Regions from separate parts of the Gossypium hirsutum genome. Here all the other regions are linked to region 1. Evidence: chromatin contacts called from public Hi-C data. All regions are on one chromosome and are shown on one strand. The core of a region is the stretch at or near the end of the contact, and the rest is flanking DNA. Distances in the headings are between cores, read along the strand shown.

Region 1 (3,778 bases), core at 786-3,285:
CATTATAAATATATTTATATTGGTATATTCGACGATTGAATCTCACTCTTTTTTATATCGTTGTTTTCATATAGATGGAAATTTTCTCATATTTATATACGCACAAAAAAAACTGAATTAAAAATATGAAGTAAAACTCAATTCGAAAGATGGAAAAATGAAGAAATAGAAAAATAAAAAAAGATGAAAAATATAAAATTTCATTGTGTGCTTGGCAGAAAAGATCAATTCATTGTTTGGTAAAATTAAAAAATAAAAATAAAGAAAATAAGATCGTTAAAAAATTTATAATTTTGAAATACCATACACATTTTTCTTATTTTTTCCTCTTTTACCATTCAAATATAAAAAGATTAATTCTTATGCTTTATGATAAAAAATAATCATCTCTCATACTTTATTTCTTCTTCTTTTTTTTTTCTTATCACACTTAAAATTTATTTTCTTCTCACATTTTACTTTCACTTTTTTATCTCATCTCAAGTACAGATAACCTGACCTAAGAAAATTGAAGAGCCTGATAAATTCATTTCCAGAAATTTGATTTGGCATTAGAAACATGCTAATTAAATCGACTTTGATCCCAAAAGGAAAAAAACGCAAATTAATTAATGTATACTTAATTAAGTTAATTTGTCACCACCTTAGCTTTTAACCTTCTAAGTTCAAACATTACCAAATATAATTAAAAATAAAAGAAAAAATAGGCAAGTGTTTTACCATCTGCAAATGCAACCTAAACAACTACGATATTATGCACAGTTTATATAAATCAATTACTTATATTATGAATTTTCATTATAAACATTTAAAAATTAATTTATTTATCAAATTACTTTAAAAGATAAAATTAGGAAATAAAAAGGATGTATTTAAAAGCTTAACTTTTATTTGTTAAGATTTAAAAAAATAGCTAATAGAAGCAGTAGTTAAGTTTTAGGATAAATATAAGCTATACATTAACTTTAATTTAATGCGCAATTTGATATTTAAATTTTGATTCTGTGTAATTATACACGTTAAACTTTGATTTTGGTTTAAATGTGTGCATCAAATTTTTATTTTAATTTAATTATACACATTTCAGAAAATCATTATATCGATTTATTTTTATATTAGATAAATATAATTATTTGTGCCTATAATATGCAAACATTTAATTGTGTTATACCGATAATAATATTAGGAATTTGTGTAAATTAAATTAAATCAAAATGTCATGTATAAAATTACACAAATTTAAAATTTATATATAGCATTGTACATTAAACCAAAAGTATGGTAAAATTTTAAGATTTATCCCTTAATTTTTTTTATTATTTCAAAACTAGGTTATCATCCCTTTTCCAATTTATACTAGCATGATCGTTCTCATTCACACTTCGCCTTCAGTTAAATATATATATATTGCTAATTATTGAGTAAAAATTAAAGGTTGCAATATGCTTTAAATTTTTTTATCATTCATATATTTAGAATTTAGTCTTTATACTTTTATTTTTAGAAATTTAGTCCCTCTATTTTTTGAGTTTTAAAATGTAGATTTATTTGTTAATATTGTTAAAATTTATTTGTTAAAGTTGTTGGTGTGACAATTGAAACTTAAAAAAGAAATATAAAAAAATGACATATAATAGACCTAAATTGAATAGAATATTTTAACAATATTAACAATTTTTAAAAATTTATATCAATATTTTAATTAAAATAAAATATTTAAATTAATTAATAATATTATAAAAATTGAGGTATCAAATTATTTTAAAATTGAAGTATAGAGTTTAAAGAATCATTGAAATATAATCCATAATGTTAAAAAAATAAACCACGTACAAAGCAATGATGGGAGTTTAAGCTTTAAGGTCGACATTGTTGACTATGGCTCGACCTTTTTAAACAGCCACTAGTCATTTAGCACTTGGTAGTGGCAGAAATAAAGGAAATAACCCCGAACTTAGTGCTCTGTTTTTTGTCTTTTATTTAAAAATGAAATTAAGTGAGAAAAGAAAAAGAAATATCTACGAGACCCCATTGCAGTTACATTAAAAGTTAAGTAATTTTCCTCCCGTTAAAAGAAAAGTTAAGTAATCTTCCAAATTCCAACAAATAATTAATATTAGTTTTTTGTACACTACAAGACTTTTAGACCTTGAATCCCAATAGCTCGTAACCACTTCTTTTTTTTGTGTTGTTGGCAACAAATAATTAAGCAAAACTTCTCACCTTCAATATGGATCTTAGAAAGCTTCAAAACCATGCTGCCTTTCATGTTACTGTCCCTTAGAAAAATGGTTTTCTCAATACATTGACCACAAATACCATACATTAGAAGTCTTACATACAGTTCTTTCTTTATTTTTTTTGCCACCAAACCTTCCTACTCCTTTCCTTAATTTCCCTGTATATAATTCCCTTTGTGTCTAAACAACCTCCAAAGCTATCACCACTTCCAACATGGGACTTACAGAGTATTATGTCAACATTTTTGTTTCTCTTGTGCTGCTTGCTTTCCTTGGATTGATCCTACGTTTGTATCATGAGTTGGTGGTGAAGCCAATGAAGCTCCGAGCAAGATTACTCAAGCAAGGCATCAAAGGACCGCCTCCGAGTCTGCTAATCGGAAACATAAGAGAGATAAAGAAGGCACAATCCAGCATTGTTAAGGTTCCTAGCATGCACCCCCCTGCCACTCACAACTGCGGTGCGCTACTCTTTCCATTCTTTGAGCAATGGAGGAAACAATATGGTATGTATAATAATGTATTGCATACCTCTTAATTCTATGCGTGTCGGTGTCTATAATGAAATTTAGGAGTATTCATTTACCAAAATAGTTATCACTGATAGTGGTGGAGTAATTTCATTAAATTTCAGGTCAAGTATTTGTGTTTTCTCTTGGTAACACTCAAATATTGTTCGTGAATCAACCTGATGCTGTGAAAGAGATTACTACATGCACGTCCTTAGCCTTGGGGAAGCCTTCCTATCAACAAAAGGATCGTGGTCCTTTGCTTGGTCAGGGAATTCTAACTTCAAATGGGGCAATATGGGCTCATCAGAGAAAAATTCTTGCTCCCGAATTATACATGGACAAGGTTAAGGTAAAAATATATATTAACATATGATTCACTAAATACATCAAAATGATTATGATTACAGATCTACATACAGTACTAGGTGTATATAAACATTAATACAAAGATAAAACCTCTTGTAGGGAATGATGAACCTGATTGTCGAATCTACATTTACGCTAGTAGACTCTTGGAAGACCAGAATAGAGGTCGAGGGTGGACTTGCTCACATCAAAATTGACGAGTATATGCGAAGCTTCTCTGGAGATGTCATCTCAAGAGCCTGTTTCGGAAGTAATTATTGTAAAGGAGAAGAAATCTTCTTGAAGCTAAGAGCTCTACAGGAGGCCATGTCCAAGAAAGGTTTATCCACTGGCGTGCCTGGAATGAGGTGAGCATTCTTTCGCAATTTCAAAGTCCTATGGAAGCAATTTCTTTTAAAATTTTTGGGTTATCACAGATATCTTCCCATCAAAAGCAACAGAGAAGCTTGGGCACTTGAAAAGGAGGTGCGTGATTTGATATTGCATGTGGTAAAAGAGAGAAAGGGGGCAGCAACATACGAGAAGGACTTACTGCAAATGGTGGTTGAGGGAGCTAAAAGCAGTGACCTGAGTCAAGAAGCCACCGAGAGGTTTGTAGTTGATAACTGCAAGAACATATACTTGGCTGGATATGAGACTACTGCCGTTTCTGCCACCTGG
Region 2 (3,778 bases), core at 959-3,458, 210 kb after region 1:
TCCTTGATTGAATTTGTAAGTACGTCGTATTACTTACATGTTTTAATTTAATACAACATTTTTTTTTGAGATAAATCCATGTTTGATTTGAATTAAGGCATAATCTCTTACATATCTCATTGTGCAAGCGAGCACAATTGAGCAAATTGCTCAACTTAAAGCGGAGGCAGCATCGAGAGAAGCAAAGGCTCAAAGAAAATATGATGAACTCCAGCTATAAGTTCAAAATATGATAAAAATGTTTCAATAATCGCAGAATCTGGCATCTTACACTTTTGTTTTCTTATTGTGAGAATATCTTAACAATATAACTTTTGAATATAATATATTTTATTTCATTTATTAATTTAGATCATATACATATTTCTTCCGTGATTGTATCATTTAGATTTGAAGTTTTTGGTTGGATTTGATATTACAGGATACTATGTTGAAAAGTCAAGTTCTATCTGAATTAAAATGGTTTGGTAAAATCTACTAAAGTTCTTTAGCAGTGCTTTTACTAAAAACGCCGCTAAAGAACATGACCTATAACAGTGCTTTTTCCACAAATGCCTTTAAAGAACATGTTCTTTAGCGGCGTTTTATGAGAAGTGCCGTAAAGGTCATGTTCTATAGCGATATTTTCCCACATAAATACTGTAAAATTTAGCGGCGTTATATATAGCGATGTTTTTTTGCGGCGCTTATCAAAACGCCATAAATTGTTTTAGAGGCATTTATAAGCAAGATCAAAAAAGTGCCGCTAAAAACCTGTTTTGCTAGTGATTTTACCAATTAAAGTCACTTTTTTAACTAACTAATATTTATATACAACTTTGGGAAAATGTCTAATCCCCGACTTGCATGTTGCATGTTGCTGTACTCCTAAACTTGTTGGCAATAAATAAACCTTTCTTGAATATTTTTCTATTTCAGGTAATCCTCATGTTTTGTGATATTAGTAAAAAAATAAGCAACTTCTTGCAATAAATTTTTTATACAATATTGAGGGTGAGGGATAGAAGTAATAGATTTCGAACTTATGTCAAATAGATGCAATCAAACTTATACTTGTATTTTGCATTATCAATCAAGTGATAGATAAGTATGCATTATCAATCAAGTGATAGATAAGTATTAAGAGGGCCTTAAATTTTTTTGTTAGCAAACAATGTATTGTTTTATTATTGATGTATTAAAATTTGTGTTAAATTATAATACTTATACTAAACAGCGAAGTTAGAAATTTTTTGGAGGGCCATGATTGAATTACAATTTTTTTGAGATTTAAAATACAAATTTACTATTATATTAACTTATTATTTTACATTTTTTAAAAGGATTAAATCAAATTTTATAATTTTGAGGGGACAAAATGTATTTTTATCATAAATCGACATATAAAATTACATAATTTAAAGGAACCGAACACAAATTACCATTTTAGGGGAGACTAGGCCCCTATTGTCACCCCTACTTCTACCAAATATGACATAACAAATGTATTACAATATTAATATTCTTGCAAAATGAGGCATAAAAATCAATTTTTACATATAAGGATAAATTTCAAAATTATATATAAACTTTGATCCAAAGTGAAATTTGTTAATGAATTTTGATTTTGTGTAATCATATACATGAAGCTTTGATTGTGGACATAAAACTTTGATTTTGATTCAAATATATACATTTAAAAATTAAACAGATCAATTTATTTTCGTATTAGATAAATATAATTATTTGTGCATGTAATATGTAAATGTAAAATCGATCTATATTGATAATGGATGAGAAAATTAATGTTTGTTAACTTTGCTAATATGGTAATCCACGTGAATGTCACGTTAACAATTAATTGATTTTTATATTTTTAATAACTTTTAAATTTAAAAAAAATATATTTTTAAAATTTTTAAATTTTAAAAATTAAATCATTGCTAACACAGTATTCACATTACAATTCACATGAATTTCATGTCAACAAAGTTAACAAGCATTAACTTCTCTATCTATGTTAAGATAATTTAATAAATAATACAAATTTAAAAACTAAAAATAAAAAATTAAATAAAATTTGAAATATTTTTTATTTTAAATTAGAAGATGAAATAAATCATTATTCCCAAGAAACCGATTATACGTCCTCGATTTTTCTGCATAGTCCAAGCCATTCTTTGAAGAACCATGTGCATAGAAAAAGTATAAATACAAAGCATGGGTCACTTATGCATGTGAGTGGTCGAATCCATGCTAGGATATAAAGGTGAATAGAAGTGAAAGGGACGTACCTGGTGTAGGTTCGGCAGTGATTTTTGAAGATAGAAATTCTTGATTTGGACGATTAATTTGCATAGGAGTATGGTAAAAGGAACACCAAATTCTTGACTCAAATAATTATAGAAAAAACTATAAAGTTTTAAGCATCTTCGTTTATTTTTGGCTGCTATCGTAGACTTAATATATAAATTGAATAAATTATACATTTTTGACGACTTGATACTTAAAAAGAAAAAATTACAACCAAATACTTAAATTGTATTATAGATTACCTTAATTGATTATTGCCTGTACCAAAAGCTATTGTGGTATACATGATTGATCAATAACAACTAGTCATGTGTTATATCAAGCACTTTGCTAAATACATAAATACCATTGGTTTGATCCACGACAACCAGTCTTATTTTGATCATTGACCTTGTAATGTGTTATTAATGGATAAGTTATTTTAGATGCACTGTAACAGCCTAATTTTCAGTGGTATCGGGAATAGAGATTTGAGATCACCAAATCCGATGGGTGAGTTAAAAATTTAATAAATTAATACCTATGAGTTAAATGTGAATATAAAAGCATTTTTGAATTAGTGAATTTGGTGATTTAAAAGAATTAATTAGGTAAATTGGGTCGAGAATGAGGTATCGAGACCTCAACTTCATAAATCAAGCCATAAATATTTTTAGAAATATTTTTGGAGTGTTGGTGAGGTAGTATTAAAATTTAGTCAGAAAATTTTTACGTTTGGGTGGTTAATTAAATAAAAAGGACTAAATTGAAAAGGGTGTAAAAGTTACTAGAAGAATTAAATAGCTCAATTGTCAAATGAGGAATTTTGGGCGGCAATAGCTGAGAAAAATCAGGAAATGGATGAAATAAGGGCAAAATTGGAAAATTGTCAAAATTGGCTAAATAAAAATGGGACTAAATTGGAATATCTAGAATTCTCTTCATTTCTCTTCATATTCATCAGCTGAAAAACAACCATGGAGGAGGGTTCAAGCTGGTTTTCATACTCTAGCTTCATGTAAGTTTAATTCTTGCTTTCTCCTTGAAATTTTTATGTTTTTGTGATTTTTACAACTAGGTCCACTTGTTGAATTCATTAGTTTTTGATTCTATGAAAGAAATTGAAAGTTGTTATGAATATGTGCTAGAAGTATATGATGATTTGCCATGGAATTAGAGCTTTAAATTATTTATATGCTGATTTTATTGAAAGAATTGAATAGAAAGTGAATGTTTGGGACCTAATTGTAAAAGAGTTTGAAGTTAAAGTTTCATATGGAAATTATGAATTTAAATAGTTATGAAATAACTTATAATGTCTAGAAAAAGTGTTAATTGAGAAAATTATCTTAATTGAGGGGTTAATTGAGCAAGGACTGAATTGTATGAATTGTGAAATTTGGGGCAAAATGGAAATAAACATTTTGCACTAAAACTGTTTTAGACAGCAGCAGTAGTCTAACTTTGAAAAATCACTAAAAATTATAGAAATCGAGTTAGAGGATGA
Region 3 (3,778 bases), core at 645-3,144, 160 kb before region 1:
AGCTGCATTAGACTCGAAAGCCCTTCCCCACAAAGTAAAAACAAAAACATACTTAAAGGGTCCCCTTGTCTAAGACCTCTAGATGGAAGAAAATTTTCTCCTACATTTTCGTTGAAAACTACAGAATATGATACTATAGACACACAATTCATTAACGAACTAACCCATCTTGGGTCAAATCCCATTTTCGTCATTACTCATTCACAAAGCTCCATTCAACCTTATCATATGCCTTACTCATATCCAGTTTCACAGCCATAAACCTTTTTTTTCCTGGCCTTTTGTGCTTTAAAGTGTGCAGAACTTCATAAGCTATTTTTTCCTGGCCTTTTGTGCTTTAAAGTGTGCAGAACTTCATAAGCTAGTAATACGTTATCGAAAATCAGTCTTCCTAGAACAAAAGCACTTTGTGCTGAATCAATGCATTTATGAATCACTGTCCGAAGTCGATTAGCAATGACCTTAGCTATCAATTTATAAATCACATTGCATAAGCTAATTGGCCTAAATTGAGTAATACTGAAAGGGTTTAAAATTTTTGGGCTTAGCACAATATTTGTTTTGTTGATTGAATGTAATTCCATACTTTCATTTAATCTTTGAAGGCAAAAAGTGGATACATCCTCCCCAATGATCGGCCAACATTTTTTTATAGAATAAGGCTGGAAAACTATCCTCTCCAGGTGCTTTTGTAGGACCTATTTCTAGTAGAGCTTCTCTTATTTCCTCCTTGGTGTATCTTGTCTTTAATTTCTCATTATCTTCATAAAAAATGCATCTGTTAATTCCGGACAAGATTTTAGAGAAGTTATCTTGTCTTCCTACTGAAAATAATTTTAGAAAATACGATCTAGCAATTTCCTCCATCTCTTTAACCTCCTCTGTCTCTCTACCGTCTTCAAACTGCATCTTGTGAATAAAATTACACTTTTTTCTTTGGGTCGCCTGCTTATGAAAAAAAGCTGTATTTTTGTCTCCAAGTTTCAACCAATTTATTTAGGCCCTCTGCTCCTAATAGCATTCATCCTTTTCAATCTCAAAATTCAAATTAATCTTTGTATCAATAAGCTCTGCCAAATTTTCATCACTTCTATCGGATTCAAGTAACATTGCTAACTTTGATGTTAGGACCTCTGTTTTTATTTTTTTACACCGTCGAATCTGGTTTGCCCAACTCGTTAAATCTCTTTTGATATCATCCATCTTGCTCAAAATATCACCTCCGGCATTTTCCTAAATATGTCTAACTTCCTCAAAAAATGTTTCCTCCAAAACCCACCAGGCCTCAAACTTAAAGTTTTTTTGAATCAGCCTTCCAACTTTGTGCTTGTACTAATAAGAAGTGGACGATGGTCCGAGAATGAATAGGGGAGATGTTTAATTTGAGAATTTGGGAATAAAAAAATCTATTCTTCCGTAGCTACACCCCTATCCAACCTCTCTTGAATGTTCGTTTCTGGGAGGTTCCCTCTTTCCTAAGTAAACCAATTACCTAAATAACCCACATCCACCAAGCTACAATCTTCTAACGTCTTTCGAAAAGCTTCCATTCTTCTCTCATCTCTAGGGAGACCTCTTTTCTTCTCAAAGCCATATAAGATCTCATTAAAGTCCTTACAAACCAGCCATGGATACTCTTCGTTATTACTTAATCGTCTTAACAAATTCCATGAATCATCTCTATCATGTGTGTAAGGAGAACCATAGAAACCTGTAAATCTCCACTTCTTCTGATCACCTACATCCTCAATAATCACATCAATATGTCGATTAGAGAAACTTTGGAGCATTATATTAGCATCCCCTTGCCATGCTAAACTTAGTCCCCCTCTAGAACCAACCGAATCAACATCAATACCAAAATGAAACCTGCAACTCGGCTGAACTTTTTCCATCTGATACTTATTAATTTTTGTCTCCATAAAGAAGATCACTTAGGGATAATGTAACTTCAGCGTATCCCGAAGTCTTCGAACTATCCGTGGATTCCCCAAACCACGGACGTTCCAACTTAAGATTTTCATTACGATCAGTCGGCTTGCCTCTTGGCAGCTGCCGATAATAAATGAGTAACTTCAGGCATTCTCCTATTTCTTCTTCCCATGGTACTGCTTTCTTCAATGTCCCCTCTAGGCCTCTTTTTCCCCTCCTCGCCTATAATCACCTCATTCTCCAGATCATAATCCATTGCTGTTTTAATTTGACCACCCAATGTTTCGTCATTCTCTAGGCTTGAGTGAACCTTTTTTCCTTCCAGATTGAATCCTAAGATAGGGTCAATGTTTGTATCACAGCCAAAACTTCTAACATCTCCTTATCTACTGTTTCCTCTGGGATCTGCATTAAGACTGCTCACAACTCCTCCTTCCTCCCTTAACCAAACACTACTCATTGTTTGGGCTCTTTTTGTCTGTGCACGTAAAGTCAGATCCCAACCCATGTTAGCAATTTCTGCCCCTAGCTCCATCTTGGTTGCACAAAAAGAATCACTATGACCTAGACGGCCACAATAGAAACAAAAAAGGGCCAGTCTTTCATACTTGAATCTGACATAAAAACACTTGCCACTAAACATGATTTGTTTTTTCCTTTTTAGAGGGCGACGAATATCAATTTGAACCCGTATCTACATAAAATTTCTATTCTTTTTCTCGAAACTTGAGCCATCGTACTCCAGAAGATTTCTTATAAAATTTCCCAACTGTGTAACCAAATTTTCAGAATAGTAACCCACGGGAATGTCATGAACTTGTACCCAGAAGGGAGTTAAGGTTAAAGGGACTTTTAATGGATCCTCTTCCCTTTGCAACTTATGCAAAATTAAAAGATGATTATTAAACATCCAAGGGGATCCTTTTAAAACCTTTTCCATATCCATGATGTGATAAAATTGAAATAAATACCTTTTTTCACCCAGATCTCTAATTTGAACACCCTTAACAGGATTCCATAAATTAGCTATAGTGTTTTTCATTGTTGGAAAGTGAACAATACTGGCTGTAAGAAAACATCCAACCAGATTAAGAACTCCTCCTTCACTAACTGAATCTGGATCGACTTGTATCTGCAGAACTGCTTCTTCTTCTTCATCAAGTGTTAAATCGGCGAATTCTGATTCCATGGATGTAGTCAGAAAAACAAGAGGCGTTGAAAATTGATTTTTAAACTTAATAAGATTATGGAGATGGTAGCCGCCCAACAAAGGAGACTCAAAACACAAAAACCTAAAGGCTTGCTAGAGAGAGCAGACAGAGACGTGCTAGAGTAGCAGACTTGAAAATCCTAATTAAATAAAATTAATTTGCAAATAAATATGTTGATTAAAATATTTAAAAATAAATTAAGAATGTTATAATTAATAATATCATATTTTGTTTTTTTATATAATCTTATGTATCTTTATCCATTTTATAGTTTGAGTTTAGTCTTATTTGGGCTGGAATAATATTCAAATAAAACATTTTCAACAATGCCGACTCCAAAATTCGATTTGGATCTAAATTATAATTTTTTCTAATTAATATTATAATAAATTTTAGATTTAGTTAGTTATATTTAGAATTTATTAGTTAGTCCTAAAGTATTTTTCTAATTAATATTAGAGGAAATTATAGATTTTGTCACTTATATGTGCTTTAAAGTATGTTTTGGTCATTAAACTTTAAAAAGTTAGTTCTTAACGTTATCCAAAATTACAATATTGTTATTAATTTATTATATTTTGATCACTAAACCATTAATTACCAATGGGGTGTAACAACAAAATAACATTACGCAT

The links. A called contact is a pair of places that touch in the nucleus more often than the background predicts.
Region 2: a contact with region 1 is called in a Hi-C map of leaf, with 2.3 times the contacts expected there. The contact joins the enhancer-like site here to the promoter of LOC107955686 in region 1. A contact is called at or near these places in 6 of 34 Hi-C or Micro-C datasets (all in leaf).
Region 3: a Hi-C map of leaf shows a contact between it and region 1, with 2.3 times the contacts expected there. The contact joins the promoter of LOC107952415 here to the promoter of LOC107955686 in region 1. A contact is called at or near these places in 6 of 34 Hi-C or Micro-C datasets (all in leaf).

The regions. Positions count from the first base shown.
Region 1 is chrA07:83,578,726-83,582,503 of Gossypium_hirsutum_v2.1, forward strand. It overlaps LOC107955686 (cytochrome P450 714C2), which reads left to right and starts at 2,036. Exons shown (of 5, transcript XM_016891490.2): 1 at 2,036-2,746; 2 at 2,875-3,101; 3 at 3,218-3,465; 4 at 3,535-3,778. The coding sequence starts at 2,455.
Region 2 is chrA07:83,790,838-83,794,615 of Gossypium_hirsutum_v2.1, forward strand. No RefSeq gene overlaps it. Among protein-coding and RNA genes, the nearest start is that of LOC107955690, 4.5 kb to the left of the region's middle. Within about 2 kb of position 2,209, at least 1 of the 9 cell types and tissues checked has an H3K27ac peak or open chromatin away from gene starts, as enhancers often do. A contact at or near this core is called in leaf, where this site is marked.
Region 3 is chrA07:83,417,816-83,421,593 of Gossypium_hirsutum_v2.1, forward strand. LOC107952415 reads right to left here and starts at 1,895. Exons shown (of 2, transcript XM_016887671.2): 1 at 1,493-1,895; 2 at 1-118. The coding sequence starts at 1,895.